Regions from separate parts of the Sus scrofa genome. Here all the other regions are linked to region 1. Evidence: chromatin contacts called from public HiChIP or PLAC-seq data. All regions are on one chromosome and are shown on one strand. Each heading gives the region's core, a stretch centred on a gene start, on an enhancer-like site or on the middle of the called end of the contact. The rest is flanking DNA. Distances are from core to core; before and after follow the strand shown.

The links. HiChIP or PLAC-seq counts read pairs in DNA pulled down with a chosen protein or histone mark.
Region 2: an H3K27ac HiChIP or PLAC-seq map of alveolar macrophages shows a contact between it and region 1. The contact joins two enhancer-like sites. A contact is called at or near these places in 2 of 47 Hi-C or Micro-C datasets (epiblast stem cells and skeletal muscle) and 1 of 2 datasets of contacts at active chromatin or transcription factors (alveolar macrophages).
Region 3: a contact with region 1 is called in an H3K27ac HiChIP or PLAC-seq map of alveolar macrophages. The contact joins two enhancer-like sites. A contact is called at or near these places in 1 of 5 promoter capture datasets (fetal liver), 10 of 47 Hi-C or Micro-C datasets (alveolar macrophages, embryonic fibroblasts, epiblast stem cells and 6 more) and 2 of 2 datasets of contacts at active chromatin or transcription factors (alveolar macrophages and skeletal muscle).
Region 4: a contact with region 1 is called in an H3K27ac HiChIP or PLAC-seq map of alveolar macrophages. The contact joins two enhancer-like sites. A contact is called at or near these places in 2 of 47 Hi-C or Micro-C datasets (alveolar macrophages and embryonic fibroblasts) and 1 of 2 datasets of contacts at active chromatin or transcription factors (alveolar macrophages).

The regions. Positions count from the first base shown.
Region 1 is chr15:92,143,060-92,146,357 of Sscrofa11.1, reverse strand. No RefSeq gene overlaps it. Among named protein-coding and RNA genes, the nearest start is that of CALCRL, 130 kb to the left of the region's middle. Within about 2 kb of position 1,562, at least 1 of the 83 cell types and tissues checked has an H3K27ac peak or open chromatin away from gene starts, as enhancers often do. A contact at or near this core is called in alveolar macrophages, where this site is marked.
Region 2 is chr15:91,891,695-91,894,992 of Sscrofa11.1, reverse strand. No RefSeq gene overlaps it. Among named protein-coding and RNA genes, the nearest start is that of ZSWIM2, 28 kb to the right of the region's middle. Within about 2 kb of position 1,497, at least 10 of the 83 cell types and tissues checked have an H3K27ac peak or open chromatin away from gene starts, as enhancers often do. A contact at or near this core is called in alveolar macrophages, where this site is marked.
Region 3 is chr15:92,333,966-92,337,263 of Sscrofa11.1, reverse strand. No RefSeq gene overlaps it. Among named protein-coding and RNA genes, the nearest start is that of TFPI, 49 kb to the left of the region's middle. Within about 2 kb of position 1,608, at least 2 of the 83 cell types and tissues checked have an H3K27ac peak or open chromatin away from gene starts, as enhancers often do. A contact at or near this core is called in alveolar macrophages, where this site is marked.
Region 4 is chr15:91,974,540-91,977,837 of Sscrofa11.1, reverse strand. No RefSeq gene overlaps it. Among named protein-coding and RNA genes, the nearest start is that of ZSWIM2, 110 kb to the right of the region's middle. Within about 2 kb of position 1,732, at least 4 of the 83 cell types and tissues checked have an H3K27ac peak or open chromatin away from gene starts, as enhancers often do. A contact at or near this core is called in alveolar macrophages, where this site is marked.

The sequences.
Region 1 (3,298 bases), core at 313-2,812:
TTTTACCATATCTCTGAACTGGATTATTTTAATAGTTTTCCAGTTACCCCAGTTATCCCAGTTTCAATAGTTACCCCAGTTAAAACATATCATGTCACTTCTTGCTCAATATATTCCAGAGGTTTCTAAACTTTTAAGTCTATCTGAATTGTCCTATATTTTATTTTCTAAATCTCATTATTATGGGGCTACATTTTCTAACTAATGTCTAGCAGTTTTCTCTCACAAAATATTATCATTTTACTTAGCCTAAGACTAGTGTCTGATACATAGGTTTCATTTTATAAAGAAAGTTTCTTTTGCTATTTTGCATGAATATTTTTTTATTTTTTATTTTTTATTTTTTTTGTCTTTTTGCCATTTTCTTGGGCCGCTCTCATGGCATATGGAGGCTCCCAGGCTAGGGGTTGAATCGGAGCTGAAGCCACCAGCCTACGCCACAGCAACGCTGGATCCGAGCCGCGTCTGCAACCTACACCACAGCTCACGGCAATGCCGGATCGTTAACCCACTGAGCAAGGGCAAGGATCGAACCCGCAACCTCATGGTTCCTAGTGGGGTTCGTTAACCACTGCGCCACGACGGGAACTCCTTTTTTTTTTTTTTTTTTAATATTTTTTTTAGGATATAGAAATGGAACTTGGGGTAGGATAGGTTTTTCAATCCTTGCATGGTCAAGGTCCAATTAAATTTCTACATTTCTTATGAAAGTCTGTTAGTCTTTTACGTAAAATGCAGAAAAGTTGGGGTAAGAGGAGAACACATGAGAACACATCCTGACACCACTGATTATTTGATACACCAGAAGTTTCACGTAGAATAGATTTTTGGTCTACTGAAAAATAGCTATGTTGGTTAGATAAAATGAGGGGATGCCATCTCTCTCTGGTCTGCCTTCAACTGGTCTGCCCTATTGCCTCAAAAAATACCTTTTGAATATAAGAATACATAAATGTTGAATAGATAGGTAGACTAGTGAATAAATGAAACCAAGTCAATTAGGTTACATAGTTCAACCCTTTTAACCAGAGGTTTCCTCAATTAAAGTTAATGATTTTTTTTTGTCCTTACTTACTACTTTGTTTATATTCCTAGTAGGATACTTGTTACCACCTGCCTTGAATATTTTTAATTATGGATGTATGTGTTCCCACTACAATAGTTCTTACAGTAGCCAGGGCTTATATCTTACACACTTGAGGTTTCCCAAATATCTCACATAACATCTTGTTTATATCTTCTATACCTTCTTCATAGTAATTTTTTAGTAAACATTTACTGACCTTATTGATCATATAATATCTTGGTTATGGTTCAGTCATTCCTTCTGTGTTCACTGTGACTGGTGTCTCTCACCTAAGCCTCCTCTCCATTCCTGGCACAGAAAGTCTGCAAATACATTACCTAGGCCCCTTGTCAGATGTGACTACCTATTAGTCACCTCTTGCCTGGTGGAAGATTGAAAAGTAGGAAGAGGAGGAGGAGGATTTTTTTCTAGCTCTGGCAGTGTTTTTAAGCAGTTGTTACAGTGGAAGCAGAAGTAGCATCAGAAGGCAAGTACAGTTCGTATCCTGGGTTCTTACACAGACATCTCAGTTCCAGAAGCAACAGCCTCAGTGGCATAGGTCACAGGCAATAAAGATTTCCCTGCTGTTTCTTCAGCTTCGTGGAGTAATATCCTGATGTTCCTAATTTTCACTTGCTTGTGTTTGTTTTTCAAATTTCTAACATCTTAGCCAATTCCTAGTATTAAGTTCCTTTTATTTTCCTTGTTCTGACTGGATACTTACTTGATATACCTCTCAAAGGATACTTATTGTTCCCCATGATTGAATTTAAGTAAACTTTGATCTTCCTGATTTGATTTATGGAATAATATTTCAATCTAAAGGCACCTCTTAGATTAGTGTACTCCATAGGTGACTAACCTCAACTACTATTTATTAATTTGTTCTAAAACTCAAAATGTGACTTCTTGATATTATACCCAAATACAGAGAACTTGCCTTAGTATATTACTCTATATATGAGCCACATCATACAATCACAGTTGAGTTGGGATTCAGCTTCCAAAATATAAGATACATTCATTCATTTATTCTTTAACAAATATTCATTGCATCCTGCTAAATGTCCCACACTCTTCAAGACTCTGGAGATAGAGTAATGACCAAGATAGCCAAACATTTGCTTTCTTGGATCTGACCTTTTATTTCTCTTTTACACTTAAACTGCTTTTAATTGCTAATGTAGTAGTTCCAAACTTCTTCCTGAGTAGAAACTATGTTTGAATTCCTTTACATCAGATAGATTCTAGCTTGGAATGGGGTTTTGGACAGTTAATGGACAACTTGATGTACTTTTAAAAAAATTTTTATTATAGTTGATTTACAATGTTCTGTCAATTTCTGCTGTACAGCAAAGTGACCTGGTTACACACATATATACATTCCTTTTCTCACATTATCATCCATTTTATTCCATCACAGGTGATTAGATATAGTTCCCTGTGCTATATAGCAGGATTGACCTTCTATATTATTGGGAAGCAGATATTAAACAGATAAATAAATTCATACACAAAACCTTTTCTATCAATAATATGTAATCTGTAGAACATAAAATCATATAATCAGAACAATGGCCTACCATAATGAAGAGAATGTAAACCCTATTACCTAAAAATGGTATTTCACCTCTTTGGTTATTCTCCCTAAAACCCATAACCATAATCTAACTATAAGGAAGACATTAGACAATCCCAAACTGAGATACATTTCACAAAAATTCCTGGCCAGAACTCCTCAAAGCCATTACATTCATCACTCAGAGTCTTGAGGACTCCAACTCTATCAGTGACTGTTTCAATATTGTAAGGATATAGTTACTACTTTAATAACGTTGTAGTTAATGTATTAACTTTTCTCATGGATGCTGCATGCTGGGCGAAAGAAAGAAAAGAAAGGAAAGAAAGGAAAGAAAGGAAAGAAAGAAAGAAAGAAAGAAAGAAAGAAAGAAAGAAAGAAAGAAAGAAAGAAAGAAAGAAAGAAAGAAAGGAAGGAAGGAAGAAAGAAAGAAAGAACTGAGTCAATACTTTTCTAAGACAGTGTTTAATAACCAATCAGATGCTTTCAACATTTAAGGCATCTTGAATCAGCACATTTTTCAGGTAGTAAACTCAACATCTGCAATTATTGCTTAATTCCAAAACAACACTGTCTTTTAATCAATTAAACTCATTACATTTGCATTTTCAAATTTTTCCAATATACTATTTAACTCATTATGTCAAAATAAT
Region 2 (3,298 bases), core at 248-2,747, 250 kb after region 1:
CAAGATTTGTGTGCTGGTAATGGTATACCCCTCCCCGCTTCTCCATCACAGTCCAATTCCCAGTAGTTGATACCTTGCAGATTCCACTACAATCCCTATGGTGTAAGATGAGAGTATGTGTTCCAACAAAAAGACCCACAATACTGGGGGGAGGTGGCTAGTTGTTGCCCAGGGTTCTCTTTTCCCCCTGGAGGAACAGAGGCTCAGAGAGACCGTTCCTTTCCTTGTGGTGCTGTGCTGGCCTAGAGAAGGAGAATGTCATCAACTTGTAGCTGCTTCCCTTACCCTCTACTGAGGTCTCTCTTGGTCTCTGTGGTGCAGGGAAGGTGTTTCAGCCTCACCCCTGGGTTCTGAGATTCTCATGGTGTCTTGTTCTTGAATAGTTTGTTGGTTGTTCCTTTAGTGAGGGGAGCAAAATCAGAAACAAGCTATGTTGTCATCTCGGTGAAGTCATTCTCATAAAGCTTGGCTTATAGTTCTAAAATTAGAGTTCTATTGGATTAAATCATATCTACTACAGTAGTTTCATAAGTGTCATTAATATTCCTGTAACTTTTTTAAAATTCTTGTTGCTGCATTCTATTCTTCCTGGCAAAAAGACCTTAGATATTCAATACAATATTGCACATGACATTTTTAACCTAATTATAAAGTCTCTTCTTTAACTGGGAGGGGGCTGGAGGATGTGGGGAAGATGAAGGTGGAGGCAGCTAGTAAACTTAGCAATCATAAAATATAACCTCTCTGGTTCCATGAGGCCACAGAATAATATTCCTAGGGACCATGATAACTACTCTCTAACACATTATTCTTTGAACTTGCAAGATTAACTTTGTTCCAGGGATCAAATCCTTCTTTACATGTGCTAAAACATCTGCTCCATAATTCAAAGAAAATCAGTGGCAAGTATAATTAGGAGTGTTTCAAAATGTATTTTTAATCAAGGAATATGAAGGATTATTTTTTCAATTTCAATAGTCAATACTCTAATATAGCTTCTGTAAAACTTTAAATTTAAAAATTAATATTGTGGAAATGTAGACTTTAAGTTTGATATTCTTTGATACAAAATTACTGGCATATAACATTTGTTGTTAGGTTTCTAAAAGCAAGTGAAACATCTTCAAAATGTCTGATAACTACAAACTACATATGTATGAAACCAAGAAAAGGCAAACCCTATTTTCACATTTACATCTTGTTATCAACTTACCTCAAGGGATTACTTTTGAAGTTTTCAGTATGGGGGCGGGGTAAGAAATAGTGTATCACCAACCAGGCTCCATCAGATCTAAGAGCTCTGAGTATAAGCACTCCACCCACACACAGCTGCATGGCCCAATTTAAGCATGTGATTTTGAGAGGGAAATGTTGGAAAAAAACAGAGTCAGAGGTTGCACAATTCAGGAGATTTTTGCCAAAGTGCTCCCCAGCTTGCCTGAGACACACTGAATCTGGCCCTCAGACATGCTGAAAGGGCTTTCCTTGATCTCCACAAAGCCAGAAGCAAGGCCACTGTAGCAGCCAACTGATTCTCCTGGGTCAGTTAGACCCAAGTTCAACTGCCTCGTAACATCTGGGCTAGAGCAAAGAAAGATTCTTCTCTTTGTTGTTGGGTCCAACATCAGCACAGCACAAAACTAGCTAAGTAATATTCTGTCTGTATTTTGATATTTTCATGGATGATTGTCCTAAATAAAAATAGGGCAGAGTTTGTTTTTTAATCAAGATGTGGTAGTAGGCTTCCCTTTTCTTTATATTATGGTTTTTCAAGAAAAATTCCTCGGAATAATACATTAAATATACTCACTCGATGGTAAACTAGTCAGAAAAAAATAGCCATAAATAAGAAAAATGAAATTCTTTAATGGTAAAAAGAAAAAAGCTGGTAATATCAATAGAAAGTTAGAGTTAGATGTAGAATTATTAAAAACATCATTACTCCTGTGAAGATAAGAATGACTCTTTATTCCATGTTACACTCTCTATGGCAGAAGATCCACAATAGCTTCAATATGTTTGATTTTTTAAAAATCTTGTTGTCAAATTCTCTCCTGTAAACCAGAGAGTAGATGTAGGGGAGACAAAAGGAAGGAAGGAAGGAAGAAGGGGGAGGGAGGGAGAGAGGAAGGAAGGAAGGAAAGAAAAGGAAGAAAGAAGGTATAAAGCAATAATAAAATGTCATTTTTTTAGTATCAGTGGGCATACAGTAATGTTCCGGGGATGATGACAAGCACTTTGATAAAGTATGGTGTGTTCAGGGCCTTTTTTTTTTTTTTTTTTTAAGGGCTGCACCTATGGCATATGGAAATTCCCAGGCTAGGGGTGGAATCAGAGCTATTGCTGCCAGCCTATGCCAGAGCCACAGCAATGCCAGATTTGAGCCATGTCTGCAACCTACACCACAGCTCATGACAATGCTGGATCCTCAACCCACTGAGCGAGGCCAGGGATCAAACCTGCATCCCCATGGATCCTAGTCGGGTTTGTTAACCACTGAGCCATGATGGGAATTCCCTATTTAGGGTTTTTGTGTTTGGTTCTTCATAAGCAATAGAGAAGACAATCAATGTATGATTATTAGAACTTTCCTGGGCTCCTAAGACCAAAAATGCACAACCCACATATTTTTTTCCAGCACAAATAGCAATATAGATATCACACAGCCCTAGTGTGCTTTATAACACAAAAATGCACTTTAAGACACTGTTTTTACAGTACTTTTATTTATTAACTCTAGTATTATCTTAAACATGTGTTGTCTCTGTCCTCATTTTGGCAGGGAACCAACATTATTCTGCTCTGATGCCTGGATGATAGATTTTTTTTTCTTTTTTTTTTTTTTTTTCTTGCCGCCCTGTGGTATAGGGAGTTCATGGGCCATGGATCAGATCCCAGCTGCAGTTTCAACCTACACCACAGCTGAATGCCAGGTCCTTAACTCATGGTGCCAGGCTGGGGAACTAACCTAAATCCCAGCGACACAGAGATGATGCTGATCCCATTGCACCACAGTGGGAACTCATGGATGAGAACTATTTTAAGCCTCTTCAGCAGTCTACAGCCTCTGCCTGCTTGAGTCTAAACTGGAAATGGTTCCTATATTTGTATAGAACCATGGCACTTCCTATGTAACACAATTAACTATTCCCTGTAAATAGTTAAGTTGGTATTTTAACATTTAATTAGCCTATGCTAAGAGCACGTTATCCACTAAATCCATCCACATGACATGATCCTTCCTGATCATGGCCATAGGAAGACACACACATTTATCACACTGGTAGATATCTCTAGA
Region 3 (3,298 bases), core at 359-2,858, 190 kb before region 1:
TCAGAATGTTTTCTTAGGAGTCTTCCAAAGTTATTGGGATTTTTCTTTAAAGAAAAAAAAAGACAATTGCATTATTACTTCATCTAGAGAGCAACTTTGGTAATTTGAGAATGTTTAACGCTAGATGGCAGGATGAGACTGTAGATAACACTCAATTCCTCGAAGCTGAGTATTAAAAAAATGATAGCTTTCTCAAAGGTGTAAAGAACTCTTAGGCAGATACATTGTTTATTCTTTAATATAATTCTTTAATATATGTATTATAGTTACACATTTCCTTATATTTAAAAGCTTTCACTGTATACAATAGTGATGTTAAACATGAATCAATTATTGAAAAGAGAATATAAATTGCTAATAATTTTACAAGTTATATAAATATGACAATAGTGGAATAAAATAGTCTGTACTGGGAAAACATTCATGCCATTTGGCATCTCTATAACTTAATTATTAATCTTTTAAGCAAAATATAATATGTGGTCATTTAATCAAATGCTACTTGGGTCAACACGCATAAACACAAAAGTTAAACAATTTATTTTCAAAATCAAGACTGATACTCAGCAAATAAGAAGCATTTCAGAATAAATCCACAATTCATATCCAGAGTATATACCAGCTAATACTAGCCTAGAAATAAGAACTATTTTAAACTCTTTCAGGAGTAGTGATTAGATTTTTCCAGATGAATTACTCTCAGTATTTATGTGCCACTTGTCAGTACAATATGGATAAGTATAGCTAGGGTTACCACATATAATTTTTCATCCAAACCAGGACACTGAGCACAAAAATAAAAACTGAAACTGCCCTAGCAAACAGGGGCACCCATTTAGGGGAGTTCATTTTGTGAGCTTTATGATTTTGTTATATTTTAAAACTTATTTTTAATTAGTCCACAGCATATCTCATTTGCCACTGCCAGTTCTTTATTCTAGCAACAGCTAGCCCTTTGGTGGAAAGGAGAGGCTCAAATTAGTGTGAAATCGATTTTAGTAATGGAAAATAACATATTCACTTTCAATAGTCTAGACATCAGATCTGGGTCCTTTAACCAAATACAGTTCATTAAGTAATAAAAATAACTTGAAAAATACTAAGCAATTTAGGTAAAATAATAGAAGGTCAGGTCAACTTATTTTCTAACTAGGATTTTTTTGATGTAGAGTATAAAAAAATGTGTTTCTCCTCAAATTATTGGTACATTTCGAACAAAGCATAGCATACACAATTTTGTTGATGTATAAATTATCTCTGGGTGTACATAATGACTTTCAAACAATTAAGAATAAAGAGGAATTATTAACTCATAACATAATACCTAAAAAACTTTACAGAAATAATTCTCAATTTTTTTTTTTCTTGCACTCTCATCAGGGACAGTCTGTTATGTTTCATTTAAAAGTGTTTTGTTTTGTTTTCATGGCAAAACTATGCTCCAAGGCAGTAGCCACATGATTTCAAAATAAGTGGTCAGTTCTACCCAAACCACATTTTTGGTCAAATGTGACTTAAGTTAGTCAAATAATATAAACAGTAATCCAGAGATTCTGAGATAGCTTCCTCCTGAGTGTTAGTCAAAGTCCATTTCACATGGTAATTAATACTCATTACTGGAGAACTACGGCCCTTGTGAGCCTTACATGGGACCACAAATGTAGGCACAATCCTGCATGTAGGATTCTGAAAAGGACAAGTATGACTAATTATTATTATATATGTCATACTTCATTCCTGGTTCTATAGAAAACCTTACTGAGTGCTCTGCATGGTTACATCTAGACTCTGTATTAGCAGTATTAGTTGCTGATTGCAGAGAATTTGTCTTCATGTGCTAGTCAAATCTATGTTGTAAACAACTAGATAACAGAATATACCCTATTTTTTCCTTAACTCCCCAACACAACTAGTACAACATCTAGCTCAAAATATAGGTTTGATCACTACTTATTAAATGATTGCAAGTGTCTTCAGTCTATTCTGGGAAAAGATTATTTTATAAATAATTAAGATATATCAGGTTGAACTGATGTATTGATGTCTCACTGGCTAGAATTACCTAATTGATTATCAAAACATTTTCATTTTGTTCTGCTCCACTTTACCAAATATTTGTTGTCTGTTTCACTGTTGAGAGGTCCCATGATCCATCTTTTCGCCTGACTCTCATATCCAGAATGATTCCTGAAAGGCCTCATTCCATTTATTTCACCTGGAGTTTATAAAATGGTGACTCTGAAGAATATGATTAGTGGGATGCAGTTTACCAGTTATTTCTAAATAAGGCTATTAAATGATATTAATAAAAACTATCCAAGGGCCTTCATGGAGTATAACTATGTGCTTGACCAATTATTTAAATATATAAATACTACAATTTCTATTAGGCTTTCCATTTAGTATAGCACTTGATGCATAGTAGAGGAAAAAGGATTGGTTTAAGAGTCTTATAAATTCAAAGCATAGATTTTTTTTCAATCACTAGACTTAACTAATGTTGGGCAAATAGAATCAATGAATCTTTGGAAAAAATAATACTTTTACAAACTTATTGGAAAAAGTTTCAGTTTTTTATAATATAAATTCAAAAGCTATATGTTGATCTCTTTATAGGGGTCAGATAATATACCAAGCACGAGAGATGAGACAGGGTCTCGGGTACATATTAAAGTCTAGTATTTGATTCTGCTCAGAATTTTATTTTATTTTTTCTTCTTTTTTAAATTTTTGTTTGTTTGTTTTTTAGGGTTGTACCCACGGCATATGGAGGTTCCCAAGCTAGGGGTCAAATCGGAGCTGTTGCCACTGGCCTACGCCACAGCCACAGCAACACCATCCAAGCCACGTCTTCGACCTACACCAAAGCTCAAGGCAATGCCAGATCCTTAGCCCACTGAGCAAGGCCAGGGATCAAACCCACAACCTCATGGTTCCTAGTCAGATTTGTTTCCGCTGAGCCACAACGGGAACTCCAGATTCTGCTGGATTTTAAGTTGGGAACAGCAAGACCTAAAAAGTTTTGTCAAAGGTCACACTAGAAGGTTTCAGAATCAGCACTGGAATTTCATGTCTCTTGGTCCAATCACAGTGCTTTGTATTTATTTCTTAACAGTTCTCTGAGCAGAATTCAGTAGAGCTTTCACCTGGCAATATCCACTTGGTACTCTGATTAAAGAGCCACTGTTTATGGAGTCAGCCATAATCTGCAACATTAACTTTTCTTCTCATGGGCTAAAAGAAAGAGCTCAAAATGAAGTACATCTCAGCAGCCTCCGAAAGTAAAACAAAACCAAGC
Region 4 (3,298 bases), core at 483-2,982, 170 kb after region 1:
ACCTACTTCGTTTATTTTAACTTTTTCATTTTCTGTTCTCTAGAGTGATTTTAAAGTTGGTAGCTATCAATTTCCAATAGTTTGATAAAAGAATGTCAGTAACTGGGACTCTAAACTTTAAAAAAAAATTATAGATTTTTGACCACAAAATGATCCATTTCCTTAGTGGATATAAGTATTATTAGTTTTCCCTACCTCCTTGAATCCATTTGGTAAGGTATATTTATTTAGAAAATGTCCATTAAATCTATATTTCTATATTAAGTTACAAATGAATAATTTACTATTATATATATATATATATATATATATATATATATATTTTTTTTTTTTTTTTTAGTCTTTTAGGGCTACACTGGTGCCATAGGGAGGTTCCCAGGCTAGGGGTCAAATTGGAGTTGTAGCCGCCGGCCTATGCCACAGCCACAGCAACACCAGGTCCCTAACCCACTGAGCGAGGCCAGGGATCGAACCTGCATCCTCATGGATGCCAGTTGGGTTTGATAACCACTGAGCCATGACGGGAACTCCAATAATTTACTATTAGATATTTTAATAGGAAAATGTAGATTATATCTGGTTTTTCTTTATTGATGTTCTTAGAGATTTGTGTAAGTTTTGAATCTTTTTAAAGAATAAATTTTATACAATGCTAATTTTCTCTATTATGGTTTGGTTTTCTAGATTCTTTCCTGTTATTATCATTATCACTCATTTCTACTTTCTTAAGATTTACTGTTTTCTGGATTTCCTGAGTTAAACATTTAGCTGATAAATTTCCAATTTTTTTCCTACTACAGGCATTTAAAGCCAAAATTTTTCTCCAAGTGTAATTTTTTTCTGTAGTCTACCAATTTTGCTTCCATTATTTTTCAGTTCTAAATAGTTTTTAATTTTAAATATGATTTCTTTTTGCATCTATGAAATATTTGGAAGTATATGCTTTGATATTATTCTCTAATTTTATTATATTGTTCTCAGAAAACATGGCTTGTGTGTTATCATCTGTTAGAGAATTTCTTTATGGCCAAGTACATGAATGACTTTTAAATATATCTCTGGGTGATTGCTAATACCAGCCAAGATGAGTAAGCATGTTAGAGGCTTTCTCTCTCACTGATTACAGTTTAAAATTCTGGATAAAATGCCAAAACAACTATCTGATGGCTCTAATAAGTAAATAAGAGCAAGGATATCAAAAAGATAATTTAAACTCAAAAACCACCAGTATGGCAATGATGAGTTTCCTGGTATTTTTTTCCCTCCAGGATCTTCTGGCTTTGACTTAAGGATGGGCCAAATCAGGGAACTGTGCAAAAACTTGCTTTTCTCAGAGCAAAAACTTTGAGATAAACCTGTTTTGCTAGCCATAGGACTAGGAAGCAAGACACTTGCAAGCAGAGTGTGAGTGTGTGGAGGAGAGGGGATTTCAATATACTTTTCCCTCTCTCTTTGCTTTCTCACTGCCCCAAGGCCAGCCTCACTGCCTGCAGAGGCCTCAGCAGGGGTACAGGACCCTCAAACCCCAAGAAAACCCATCTCTCTGAATAGAGAAATCAGGAAAATGGGCCTCTATGGTGGGGTGTGGAAGGAATGCCTTTTTAAATTATTTTCTTTCACTACTTCTCCCTGAGGTGTATCCAATTACACAGAACTGTACAACAGTGTAAAAGACAACAGCTTTATGAGAAATCTATCTTTCTTGGCCAGAGGAACTTGGAAAGGGGAACCAAACAGTGCAGGGGAAAAATCCTAAAAAGAGAACTGAAGAAGGGGATTCCCAGGCTCAACCCAGAACTGCATGTACAGAACATATCCAAAAAAATCACAGCAAAGTCTTGACGAATTAATCGTGAACGAGCTCTAAAGTTCCACACTAATCTCTTACTGGCTCAGACAGCACAGGAAAGACTTTAAAACCTGAACTGACATTAAAACTACCACCCCCAGAAGGTAAGATAGAACTCCACAGTCTGAATCAACAGAGTTGATTTACTGGTAAACAAAAAACTCAACCTTCTTCAGAGAATTTTAACAAGATACAGAGTCTCAGAAACATTATTCAAAATGTTAAAGATACAATCCAAAATTGTTCAACATACAAATAACAGAAATATTGAACCAGCTTTCTAGAGAAAGAATAATCAACAGATGTCAAATCTAAGATGACCCAGATATTGGAATAAAGATTTTAAATTATGTATCATAATCATCTTCCATAAATTAAAGGTGAATACTCTTGAAATGAGTGGAAATATAGACATTCTTAACAGACAGATTGAAACTATTAGGTTATAAAAAGGGATAAAATGGAACTTTTAAAATTGAAAAATATAATACCTATAACTTGAAAATTCCCTATGTAGGCTCAATAGAAGAATGAAGATGTCAGAGGGGAAAGTCAGTAGACTTAAAGATAAATCAATAAAAATTATCCAGTCCAAGTAACAGAGGGAAAAGATAGAAAATGAAAATAACCAGAGCTTCTAGGTTCTAAGGATAATATGATAGTAATATCAAAAGATCTATTAAGGAGAAATAAGTTGATGCAGAAAAATATTTTAAGACATAGTCGTTGAAAAAATTTCTCCATGTTTGATGAAAAACATAAATTTACAGAAAAAAATTCGAGAATCTTAGCAAACCACAAATGGTTTAAACTAGATTAAAAGACTTAAGGGAGACAGAGGAAAACTTGGAACTTTAGAAATGAAGGAAAAAAAGAAGTAAATGGTAAATATTTTAATATAATTTACTATTTTCTTCTCTTTTTATTAAAACATATATTCCTTTAAAAGTAAAATTTATAATATTTTCTGGGAAATTTTGATGTATTTACATGTAATATATATAACAGGGCAAATGGACAGAAAATCAGTAAGAACATAGAAGACCAAACAATGCTATCAACCAACTTGACCTAATTGACATTTGTAGAACACACCAAATAGTAGAAGAAAATGCATTCTTTTCAAGGACACATGAAACATTAACTAAGATAAAAGAAACATTAACAAATTTACAAGAATTTAAATTATATAAATTATGTTCTCTAAACATCAGTAACAGAAAAATGTCTGCAAAGTACTAAATATTTGAAAATTAACCCATGGGTTAAAGGAGAAATTTTAAGAGAACTTGGAAAATATTTGAACTGAACAAAAATGCAAAGTAACTGTGTAAAGAATATAAGAGGAGATACTCCTACAGACTCTGCAGATACTAAAGGATAACACAAGAATATAAAACTATGCACATAATTTCAACAGCCTGAATGAAATGGATCACTTCCTTGAGA